Regions from separate parts of the Gossypium hirsutum genome. Here region 2 is linked to region 1. Evidence: chromatin contacts called from public Hi-C data. All regions are on one chromosome and are shown on one strand. Each heading gives the region's core, a stretch centred on a gene start, on an enhancer-like site or on the middle of the called end of the contact. The rest is flanking DNA. Distances are from core to core; before and after follow the strand shown.

Region 1 (5,602 bases), core at 2,830-5,329:
CATCGGGATATGAAGGTTGGGACCAAGGTGTTGTCGTCAATTCAACTAGTCGAAGATGTTTCATATGGGGGAAGTATTAACTTGACAGAATGGAATGTTACGAAAGCCCCTTCGGAAAAGTTAGTGGAGCGTGAGTCTGATATGAGACCTGTAGAGTCGACTGTGGAGAAGTCATCTTTGGGGAAGGTGGATCGTGCATCAAACTTCAAGGAGAAAGAAGTAATGTGAAAGCAGTCGAGACGAGTAAATGCCGTGAGTAAGGTACATTGCAAACACTCTGATAGTGTTTTGAATTCTGACTTGTTGGCTTGGCAAGATCGTAGGGGCCCTTTCAAAGTTCATAAGCAAGGAGGCCGAGGGACTATGGGCGGAACGAAGCCAAGGTATGAGAATCGAGGGGATTCCAATGGGGCCAAGTCAGAATTTGGGCAAGTTAAAGTGGAGACTTCTTTCCAACAAGATGTACCAACGAGTGCAATGGTTCAAGTTAAGAGGCGACGAAAGCCGAGGCATAGGTTCCAAAGAAAGGGACAACCCGATTGCAAGGCAAGTCGGGAAGAGGCCAAGGCAACGAGAGAGATCTGAGATGAATCAAGCCAGCGTCATTCAGAAGTCGCAACGAGGGTGTTGTGTGAATGTGTGGGGAAGAATGTTACGGTCCTAAATTCTTAGCCCGTGACCATGGGCACAAGAGGCGTCCCATGGAGGTCGATCAATTAGATAGGGATCATTTAGCCCACAAGAGCTGGCTCGATTCCAAGAATTGTTGGAGAAGCCTGTCAGATTGAAGCCTGGATGGCCCGATAGCGAAGATATGGCAACTTAGGCTATTTTGGGTAACTAATCTTAAAAGATAAAGGGAATCATATCTTGTAAAGATTAGATTAGATTTGATAAGACAAATCTTGTAAATCCCTTAAATTATGGGATATTGTTAATCTCATCCATCGATGTAAATGTATCTTGACCGTCGGATCTGGGAGAGCTCAACTATAAATAGAGAGCCTCCCCCTTATTTGTAAACCATCCATTGTATGTTGAATTCTTAAGAGTAATAGAATTCTTGGGCATTTACTCAAACACCTTGTGTGCATTCTTTCTTTGGCTTTCTTTTGCTTACGTTTAGCTTCTTTTGGCACAAACGCTTCCGCTATACAAATTGGTGTCTTGGGAGGAGTTCTTAAAGAATCCTCATTTTTCGGCGTAAAGGCTGACTTGGGCGAGTTTGGACGTGTAAATTGCCTAAGGCCGCACAGATTACGAGACGAAAGGTCTATCCCCGTGACACTCGGGGTTACTTATATATAAGGGTTGTAACTCCCTAAACTAGGCTTAGACGTTATGATAGGATTTTGAGAAATTACATTAACCCGTTCAAAAACTTTTGATTTAGTCATACTTAGTGTACGTTTCGAAAAACACAAAATTTGGAAGAACTCTAAAAAACTAAAGTCCGAAAACACTTATTTCAAACCCAGAATTTAAATTCGAACTCGTGTATTTTTTAATAAAAATTTTGGCATATCATTTCCAAAACTAAGGCAAACATTCATTAAAAACCATTTAATTATTTATAGAAAAACATTTAACTGATTACTTAATCTTTCCAGCAGAAATTTTCAGGTTTTTAATTTTGAAAACTGAATTTTAGTTTGGTAAATCATACGGTTTTGCAGTTTAACGTTAACATGCCAAAATCCAGCAAATAGCGTAAAAACCAAAGAGCAAAGCCCAAAACAGATTTACAATCCAAAAATAATTAAAACATAACCCAACATATATATTTAGCTAGTAACCAATTGAAGCTACAACATGCCGTCTGATCCTAAGTCTGTAGTTCACCTGAAATGTATTAAGCTAGTAACCAATTGAAGCTACCACACGTCGTCCGATCCTAAGTCTGCAGGTTCACAACAGAATGTAAACTTTAGATGCGTCAGAACCAAAAATTGGAAACAAAACCCACAAAAAAAGAAAAAAGAAAACTAAGCAAAGGAGATTGTGAAAGAAAAAAGGGAAAAGAAAGGAACGTGAAAAGCAAAAAGAAGTGGACGGTTAATGGGTGAGAAAAAGTAGGGATTTGGGAAAAAATTTAAAATAAAATAACTAAGGATTTTAACCACCAGATCTTATAGAGTTTTAATTGAACTCTACTTCCCAACAAAAGCTAGAGCAAAAATATTCCAAATTTGCGCAACACAGGATTCAAACACAAGACTTAAAGATAAGTTATTATCATAGCACTAAACCAACAAGCTCATTTTGTTATAACTTATACAGAAATAAGATTTAAGTCAAATGATCTAAAATAGGGATAGAACCAAAAATTAACAAAATTTTAAAGGAAAGACTCAAACCCAGAACCTCACACACACAGTCACAACACTCAACCATTGAGCCAAATTAAATTATTTTACAAAATATTCCACAATCTTAACTCAAAAAGCAGGACGTAACCACTATTGGTTTCACTAACCTGATTTCTTCTAACCCGGTTTTTGGGATGTGACAATGGTCAAATCTTTTTAAATAGTTATATAAGGGCCTCAATTTTACAAATGTGCTGAAATGAAGGCCAAACATTTAAAAATGGTCAAATAAGGGCCAAACCTTGTTGAAAGTTTTCAAATAAGGCATTCTCAAATGCCATATATCATGTTTCAAATTATGTTTATTGTTTTTTTTTTCTTTTGAAGTAATATTTGATTAAGCGATCATGTATTTTATTCTAAACATGTCAGCATTTACCTAATTTTTACTAAAAACTTGGCTGATATGAATATTTTGAAAAGTTTGACCCTTATGTAAGCAACTTGTGAAATATTGGGCCCTAAGAGCATTTAGCCTTTCCATTTTAACTAGTTTTTTAATTAAAATTTTAAATTACTTAATTTGGTCAATTATCTATTTTTATATTTTATTTATTTTTAATTTTTAATTTAATGACTTCTAATTTTTTATAAAAAATTATTTATTGATTTAATAGATATATTTATATTATTTAAGAATTAGTTTTTGTATTTTTTTAAAAAAAGTTGGTTAATAAATTAAAATATTCAAATAAATGTGTAAAACAATATTTTTAATTAAATATAGATGTTAAATGTTACTAAAAAGTTTATAAATAATATATCGTAACTTTTTAAATTAATATTTTTTTATACTCGTTTCTATTTTTACCTCGCATCACCAGTATTTTATTATCTTTCCATATCCACCATTAGTTTTAGAAATTTTAGGATGATTTTTTGATTCAGTGATATTTTTTTAATTTTATAAGTGAAGTTAAAAAGTTGCTATGTATATAGTTTTTGGAATTAGAGTAATGGTTCAATTGGTCAAGTCATTAGTTCTCAATCTAATCGATTTGATCGTTGATCATGTTTCAATTAAATAAATTATTTAAAATCATAAAATTTAAAAAAATAAAAAATTTTATTGAAAATTTTAAAGACGAGATTAGTTGATTTAGTTGTTAGTTCAACCAATTTTTATCTTCATTCAATCAATTTAGAGCGATCTATATTTCAAATAGTTCAACCCCTTTATATGAGCTAATATACCAATTAATTCCTAATCCAACCACTAAGATTTAAACAACTATAATCATGAACTATTAATTGATGTTTAAAATAAATAAATAAGACATATGTTACTTTTTCAAACTTAGTATTCCATATAATAATCCTTAGTTTTAATTGGACAATTAAAGCTATTATTTTTCATTAAATTTTATTCGTACCAGCCAACCATCCTACCCAAGAGATGAAACAAGGAGAATGATTATGACTTGGTGGAGAACCCGAAGAAAATCTTTGGCTGATGTTTGCAAATATACTGCAGGAATCCTAACAAACGGAAGGGGATTCTAATGAGAAAAAAAAAATCAATCCTACCCATGAAAAAAAGGTTAAAGCACAACCAATTGTACCAACGATTAAGACTTCTTTTCTTCTTATTAAATATCAAAATTCAAAAGTATTTTGGGTTTGAAGGGAAATTGACAGATTCACACACACATATTCATTTCTTGTTTGACGTATTTGTGTACCTAACTTGAAAACTACCGTAAGAGATGGTGCATTATGGAAATATCCATTTCAAATTCCCAATTGGCCTGCTATTTGTTGTTCTACAAAAGACCCCACTTGCACCACCAAGACCTCTCATTCTATGGAATAAGAATAATTTTTTTATCATTAATGTCTAATTTCATAAAATTATCTACATTTTTCTATGTTAGGGATCACGAAAGAATTCTATGTCAAAAAAGAGATCAACCAATTATTGGATATAGATAGGAATCTCAAGCTAATTCCTTAATGATCTTTACCCTCATTGCATATAGAATTTGACTTTGGCTATTAAAATTATGCTTTAACAAACCAAATAAAAAAAAAACAAACGAACAAACAAACAAAAAGGAAAAATTGTCTGCTCTTTTGCACGTCTCTAAAATAGAGTTTTATTTTTTTGCTTTTGGGTTTTTAAATTACGTTCATAGATCTAGGGGTTTATTTGTTTCTTTTCGAGCCTGTTCGTCTTGTTTTGTCTGAGGATGGAAACGGAGCTAGGCAGGTTGCATATTTCGGATGGGATGGAAGAGAAAGTATTACAATTTTGGGGAATTTCTAAAGGAAAAAATACGCAGTATGATATGTGTTTAGTGGGATGTTTTCTCACTGCAAGCGTGGTTCAATTTCAGGCTATGCGAAAGACTCTGGCAAATCTCGGGCACCCTGTAAGAGGAATTGAGATCTTAGATCTGAAGGGAAAAAGACTTTTTATTTCATTTTTTTCATGAGGTGGATCTTGAATAGGTGATGAGAGGAGCGCCTTGGACTTCCAATAATCATTTGCTGAGTTTTCATAGGTTGAAGGAGATGGAGGACCTGATGTTGGTTCCTCTGTTTTTCACTCATTTCTGGGTACAAGTCCATGATTTGCCCTCTGGGTTTTATTCGAAGACAGTTGTAAAATAGTTGGGAAACTTTATTGGGGTCTTTGAGGAATATGATTGGCAACAACTAAGTTGAGGCAATCAGTTTTTTATGCATATTAGGGAGCTGCTTGGTGTCAGATCTCCATTACGAAGGAGGAAAAAAATCTAAGTGTCTCCCAATTTTTTTTCCTACGCTCGGTTTAGATATGAAAGCCTTACTATGTTTTGTTTCTTGTGTGGTGTTTGGGTCATAATGATTGTTTTTAAGAGCTCCTCCAGCACGACTTGCAGCAGCAACTGAAAGTGTTTGGTTAAGGAATAGTCGCATAGAGACTGGGGGTTCTGATGCACTAAATAGTATAAATCGTGTTTTGGGGGTTAATCTTGATGGAAAATTGATGGTTGGTTTTGGACAGGAAGAGAGTACTCCTTCGAGATTGGTTTCAGGTCTGATGTTACATGACTTGGAGAATGATTTGATTGGAGAGATGGATGGAAAAAAAATGACAAAGAATGAATGTTTTCTTTGAGAGATTTCTTGAGATCTTAGATTCTGAAGAGAAAAGGGGTAAGCGTCTACAGGCTTACCAAGCAATTTTATCGGCAACCACTAAGGGGCAAGTTGACTGGCAACAATAAAGCTCTTGTATTGGAATGTTT
Region 2 (5,899 bases), core at 1,076-3,575, 71 kb after region 1:
TGGTATAAACTAAAGTACTTTATTTCAGAAAAAATAAACTAGAGTACTTTTTTGAAAAAAATTAAAAATTATATACATATTAAGGGTAATTATTAAGAAAATTGAGCGGTAGAGTTTATAATTTCATAAATTAGTTAGGAAGTTGTGATATGTCTTTAATTAGTATTTTAAAAAATAAAAATATGTAGATAACATGTATCACGATTTTTTAATTTTATTTGTGAAGTTAAAAATTTTATTGTCTAGTATATCTAAATATAGTTAATTTTTAAAGTGTTATGTGATAAGTGAATTTTAATTTCGTGCAATTATACCTATAAAATTTTGATTCTAATTCATCTATAGACATAAAATTTTAATTTTAATTTTGTCGTATACATTTAAATGTAAATAAATGAAATTAATTTCATTGTGAATAAATATGATGATATATGTATTTTATACGAAAATGTAAAATAGAACTATATTTATAAGGAACTTTTCAACTCAAACCATTATTCCAAATAAAAAAATGGTAAACAAAGAATTTTTTAAATCAAAATTTGATTTTAAATTTAGATTTTATTTATGTTAAAAAGGTGATTTTTTTAGGTTTTTTTTTTTGAAAAAGTGTTTTCCAATAAAACCATTTTTTTATCTCCTATTAAACATTCTACTTTACAATTTCATATTTAAAATGAATACGTTATCTTCTCAAAAATACTTTTTGATCATAATGATAAATGCTATTAAATTTTTTAAATGCCATTTTCAGTGTACTAACCCTAAATGTATTGGTGGTTTAAACTTGAAAAAATGTATTTTATATAGTTTAAACTTGTATAGTAACCCTATCAAGTAGTGGTTTGCTGAATCGGAAGAACAAATTATTGTTTAAATAGTTCTTAAAACAATTACACAGGCTAGTTGATGATATGGATTCCTATGTTGAGTCACTTCCATTAGCAGGTTCCAAAGATTTGAGGTTCGTTGGTTTATTTAGTGTTGATGGTTGTGCATGGAACAGAGACTTGGTTGAAGGGATTTTTTGTTTTTTTGGATTTGTCTTATTTTGCCTGTCATTTCTTCAAAGAAAAATATTTCCTAGACGGGTCTTTTCTTGATGCTTCTGAGAGTGGTAATCTCTCATTTGTGTGGTAAAGCATTTTGGCATCGAAACAAGTGATTTCTCACGTCATGCGGTGGCAAGTTGGGAATGGTTGCGATATAGTTATATTCCATGATCCATGGCTAGTTGATGATATGGATTCCTATGTTGAGTCACTTCCATTAGCAGGTTCCAAAGATTTGAGGTTCGTTGGTTTATTGAGAGTTGATGATTGTGCATGGAACAGAGACTTGGTTGAAGGGATTTTGGCTCCACATGACGCACTACGTACGTTCTTAGCATACCAGTTAGTTACACTCCGACGATGGATCAACTAGTTTGGCAGTTTAGTACGAATAGAAGGTATAGTGTGAGGTTGGCATACCGAGTTGCAATTAACATGCGATTGGATCAGGCTTTATTTGATGAGAACATTGTTTGGGCTAAGTTATGGCATTGTAAACTCCCGTTGAAGGTAAAGGATTTTGTTTGGTGTTGTATTTGGCACTTTTTATCGACTCGGATTCGCTTGAATGAGAAGGGTTCCCCGTTGTCCCCCTCGTGTAGCCGTTATGGTAAGGCAGAGTGTATGGATCATGTTTTACTGTATTGTCCGTATGCGCAAGCTGTTTTGAGTGCTACTAGTTTTTCTTTTGGTCAAACGACGGTTGCTAAGTTATGTAGTAGACTTTCTGATTCGGTAGCTTCTGAACAAATTACATTGTGTGTTGGTGTTGTTTTGGATTGTATGGTCCGACCGTAATTATTTGGTTTGGAAAGGGAAGGATGTTGGAATGGCCTCGATTGTTCGAGCTGCTGATGATTTCCGACTTTGTTGGCTTCAGTCGTTGGGAGTGTTTGTTGTGACTAGTGAAGGTGGTGATCGGGCAGGAGTGTCGCGAGTTGGGGGAAGGGCTGGTTGGGAACCTTTGACTGTTGGCATGCTAAAGTGCAATGTGGATTTTGCCTGGTTCGAATAAGATAGGGTGACGAGGTAGTTCGAGATTGTATGAGCTATGTGCTTAAAAGTTTGGATTTTTTTTCTCTGATGTTTATGTTCCTCAAAAGAAAATTTGAAATAATATAAATTAGAATAATGTAAAAATTAGAAAAAGAAAAATAACTTGAAATTTTTTATTTTTCTTTTACAAGTCAAAATGGCCAGTTGAGGCCCCACTAGCCATTCTCGGGTATTAGGCGCCGCAAGTGCAACCTCCTAAAATGTTGGTCCACTACTGATTATTCCGTAACAGCGAATATGGCTTACACGTACTTAATTGGGCCACATTGCTTGCGTCCATGGACCGTGGCCACAAAATAACTCCATTTGTTTATTAACTAAATAAATAATTACTCACAAACAAATTTAGATCCAGACAATCACTGGGCACTGCCTAATGGTCGCAAACGGACTTGATTGGGTAGGTTTTGATTAGACTATTTTTTAATTAATTATTTTAGGTTAATGTTTTTTTTGCATTCATATTATTTGGAGAATTTGATGGTGTAGGATTTATTAAATTCAGATTTAGGTATTTTTGGATTGAAATAATTTTAGATAATTTCACTCTTTAAGTTATTTTGAATATAAATTATTTTAAATTCGAATCACTTTAAATTTTGATGAATTTAAATGAATTTAGATAATTTTATATTTTCATAAATTAAAAATATTTGTCGAGAATAATTGATATGATCCTAAAAGTATTTAAGTTTTAGGCTGTGAAATTGTGCCATCTCATCAATTTTCAATATCATTTATGTTTAATATCTTTTTCAATTCAATTTAGCTTTAATTAACATATTTAAAAAATAAATAATTGTTTGGCCTGAAAATATCAAGAGGGTGAATTGATTTTTTTAAAAATTTTATAAAATCTTCAAAAATGAAAAAGAAAAAGAAAAAATGTTGCACAAATTATTTATAGTTGTTCAGCCCGAATTCTCTTCCTCTACTACCTTAATTTTTTGTCATGTTTGGTTTATTGAAATGGAATAGAGTTATAATGTAATGAAGTTGTAATGGAATAGAACTATAATAAAATAAAATTATAATTAGTAATTTAATTGTTTGATTGAATGGAATGAAATATAACTGTAATAGTGTTATTGCATTTGATTGAATAGAACAAATATTGTAATAGCACAAAGGAAAAAATTGAAATGACCGGAGTACCCTTAACAGAATTTTTTTAAGTTGATAATAATTATTATTGTTATATTAAACTTTAATAGGATTCTTATTAAATATAATTTAATAATATTTTTAATATAAATATTTTTATATTAAATTATAATAAAATATTTAAAATATTTTATTTTTATATTTTCTAAAATTTGGAAATAATATTTTATATTAAATTTTTTATTTTTTATATTAAATTATATTAAAAGATTTTTTTTTTATTTCCCTCATCTTTGTTGGTCCTCTCTCTCTCCCCCATTTCATCGTATCTTTCTCTCCAACAAACCACCGTCCTCGTTGTTGCCTTTCGTCACCGTCAACCACCAACATGAATTTACCTAAATTTTACCAAGGGTTTTTCTTGATCTCCTCTTTCATATTTTCCATTTTGATTTTCCTAAAAACCTTCAAAAAGTTTAGATCTATAAAGCTTTTGCATCAAAATTGCCTTTTTTTTGTTTTTTTTTTTTGTTTTAGTTATTTTGTTTACTAACATTGTTAAAGAGTACTACTATGAAAATACAAATATTGTTAAATAAATAGTACCAACATAATCCAACCATCATCTCAGCATCTAAATAACATAACAAACCATGATCAACTTTCAAGAGTCCAATTACAGTAGAAAACTCATTTACACATATACAAAAAGTGACAATATTAATATGATATACTTCATGTCAATATATCATCCTGTAATTACATACAAAAAAGTTATATTACTCCACCACCACACCCATTTACCCATACAAAAAGTTAATATATCATCTTGCTTTTCTTCCCTTTTGTCACCTTACTCCAAAGATCCAAACTAAAGCATTGAAAGGTGAAAGGTAACAAAATTGTTTATACATTAGCAGCCTCACTTGAAATGTAGTTGAAACACCCATCATCTTCTTGAGTAAATGAATACATGTTTGAGTGTGAATGACAACTTGATGATCTCCTCCTATTAGAAGATCCAATCCCTGTAACAAGCTAAATTCAGAAGCAGGTATGTATTCAATACAAACTATCGCGGAAAAGATGCTATACTGTTGATTGGTATCAAGTGCCTGCTTCAGCTTGTAACCAAGGTGGATTGATAAGGTACTCAGCAAGGCAAGGTGAAAAAGCATTAAGAAATTCGTAAGTTTTACAAAGGCAACCTATCTTCACAAGAAACAAAAGGGTCTAATAAATTGAAAGTGAACCAACTACACTAATGAAAAAACAATAGTTAAATTGCATGATTTCAATTATGAGAGAAATTTGAATAAGAAGAAATGCAATTAAGTTGTTCAATTAACAAAGAGCAGGTTTAGCCTATCTAAGAAGAAATCATCATCTATGGTTAGAATGTTTAAAACAACGATATAAACACGATCAACATCCCAAGCAATAAAATGAATTTACAAACACTAGATAACATCTTAAAAACAAATGAACCACAGGTAAAGTTGGTTTACAGTTGAAATAGATAACAAAGAGCAGGTTTAGCCTCTCTATTTTGCATGAAAGAGATGTGCTTACAGTTGCAATGGTTTGCAAATTTCACCGATATGTTCAGAAAAGAGAAAACCAAGCCTCTAGATTTGAACAACTAAATATACACTTTCTCTTTAAACAAAAACTACTAAATATCCAAAAATAAACAATAGCGTGTGATGATATTATAAGTATAATCGTTTATTTCTTATATGAATTTAGTGATTTCTGCTTCCAAAGAATGCAGATAACTGGCCTCGTGAAAAGTACATATCATTGCATCTTTTCCCTATTAGCACTCATTTCCATTAATACATGGTTCCATATTTAGACTGAGAAAGATGCAAGTACGCATTAAAACAGGGGAATACAATTAAAGCATATACCTGTCAATCCTTCTTTGCATGGATTGGCGCATGTAAAACCGGTGACACAACATCATTACACATGCTATTGCTACTTGAGGTCTACAAGTAAATTTTATCACCACTTAAAAAAATGTTACACATACTAAAACTTAAAATGAAAGTTAATTCTTCAAAAGCAATATTATGCGAAAAAACTTAAGAACTGCAAAACTAAGGACCTAATTGATGATATATTGGAAAGCAATTAGCATCCCATCAAGTTAGTAACGAACTTCAAAATAGGCATAGCCCTTGCGCTTACACTTTAAGCTTAAGTCCAAGCTTTTGAAGAAAAGAACAATATGACATCACAACTACTCCTCTTTTTTAAGGTTGATTCCGTCCTTCCTAGATGGAGAGTGGTTCTCAATTACTTCTTGGCTGAAGTACCACTTGTACGTAGATGAATGCGGCTAATCTGGTTTTCAAAATTTAAGAACATGTTTCAAAAACCCAGAAAAAAAGGATTAAGGAGGTTTTTGTTGAAAATAGGCAGCCCCTTTAAATCCAAGATAGCCATAAAAATTCAAGCTTTTGAGGTATCAAAAAACACCTCTTAAGCTGATTTTATCTACAAAAATAGAAAAATTTAAAAAAAAACTTGGATCTCGATTCTGAAAACATTTGGCTTTTGAAGAAAATCCTTTAATCTAAGATTACTTTCAAACCACTGTCAATTACTGAAAACAAAAAATAAATAAATAAATAAATATTTTTAAAAAATGATTAACATAAAGGGATTCAAAGAAGCAG

What was found. A called contact is a pair of places that touch in the nucleus more often than the background predicts.
Region 2: a Hi-C map of leaf shows a contact between it and region 1, with 2.3 times the contacts expected there. The contact joins two enhancer-like sites. A contact is called at or near these places in 2 of 34 Hi-C or Micro-C datasets (hypocotyl and leaf).

What each region holds. Positions count from the first base shown.
Region 1 is chrA09:51,594,667-51,600,268 of Gossypium_hirsutum_v2.1, forward strand. No RefSeq gene overlaps it. Among protein-coding and RNA genes, the nearest start is that of LOC121206789, 11 kb to the right of the region's middle. Within about 2 kb of position 4,080, at least 9 of the 9 cell types and tissues checked have an H3K27ac peak or open chromatin away from gene starts, as enhancers often do. A contact at or near this core is called in hypocotyl and leaf, where this site is marked.
Region 2 is chrA09:51,667,301-51,673,199 of Gossypium_hirsutum_v2.1, forward strand. LOC107888869 (a long non-coding RNA gene) reads right to left here. Exons shown (of 2, transcript XR_001681528.2): 2 at 3,867-5,564. Among protein-coding and RNA genes, the nearest start is that of LOC107888869, 3.5 kb to the right of the region's middle. Within about 2 kb of position 2,326, at least 3 of the 9 cell types and tissues checked have an H3K27ac peak or open chromatin away from gene starts, as enhancers often do. A contact at or near this core is called in hypocotyl and leaf, where this site is marked.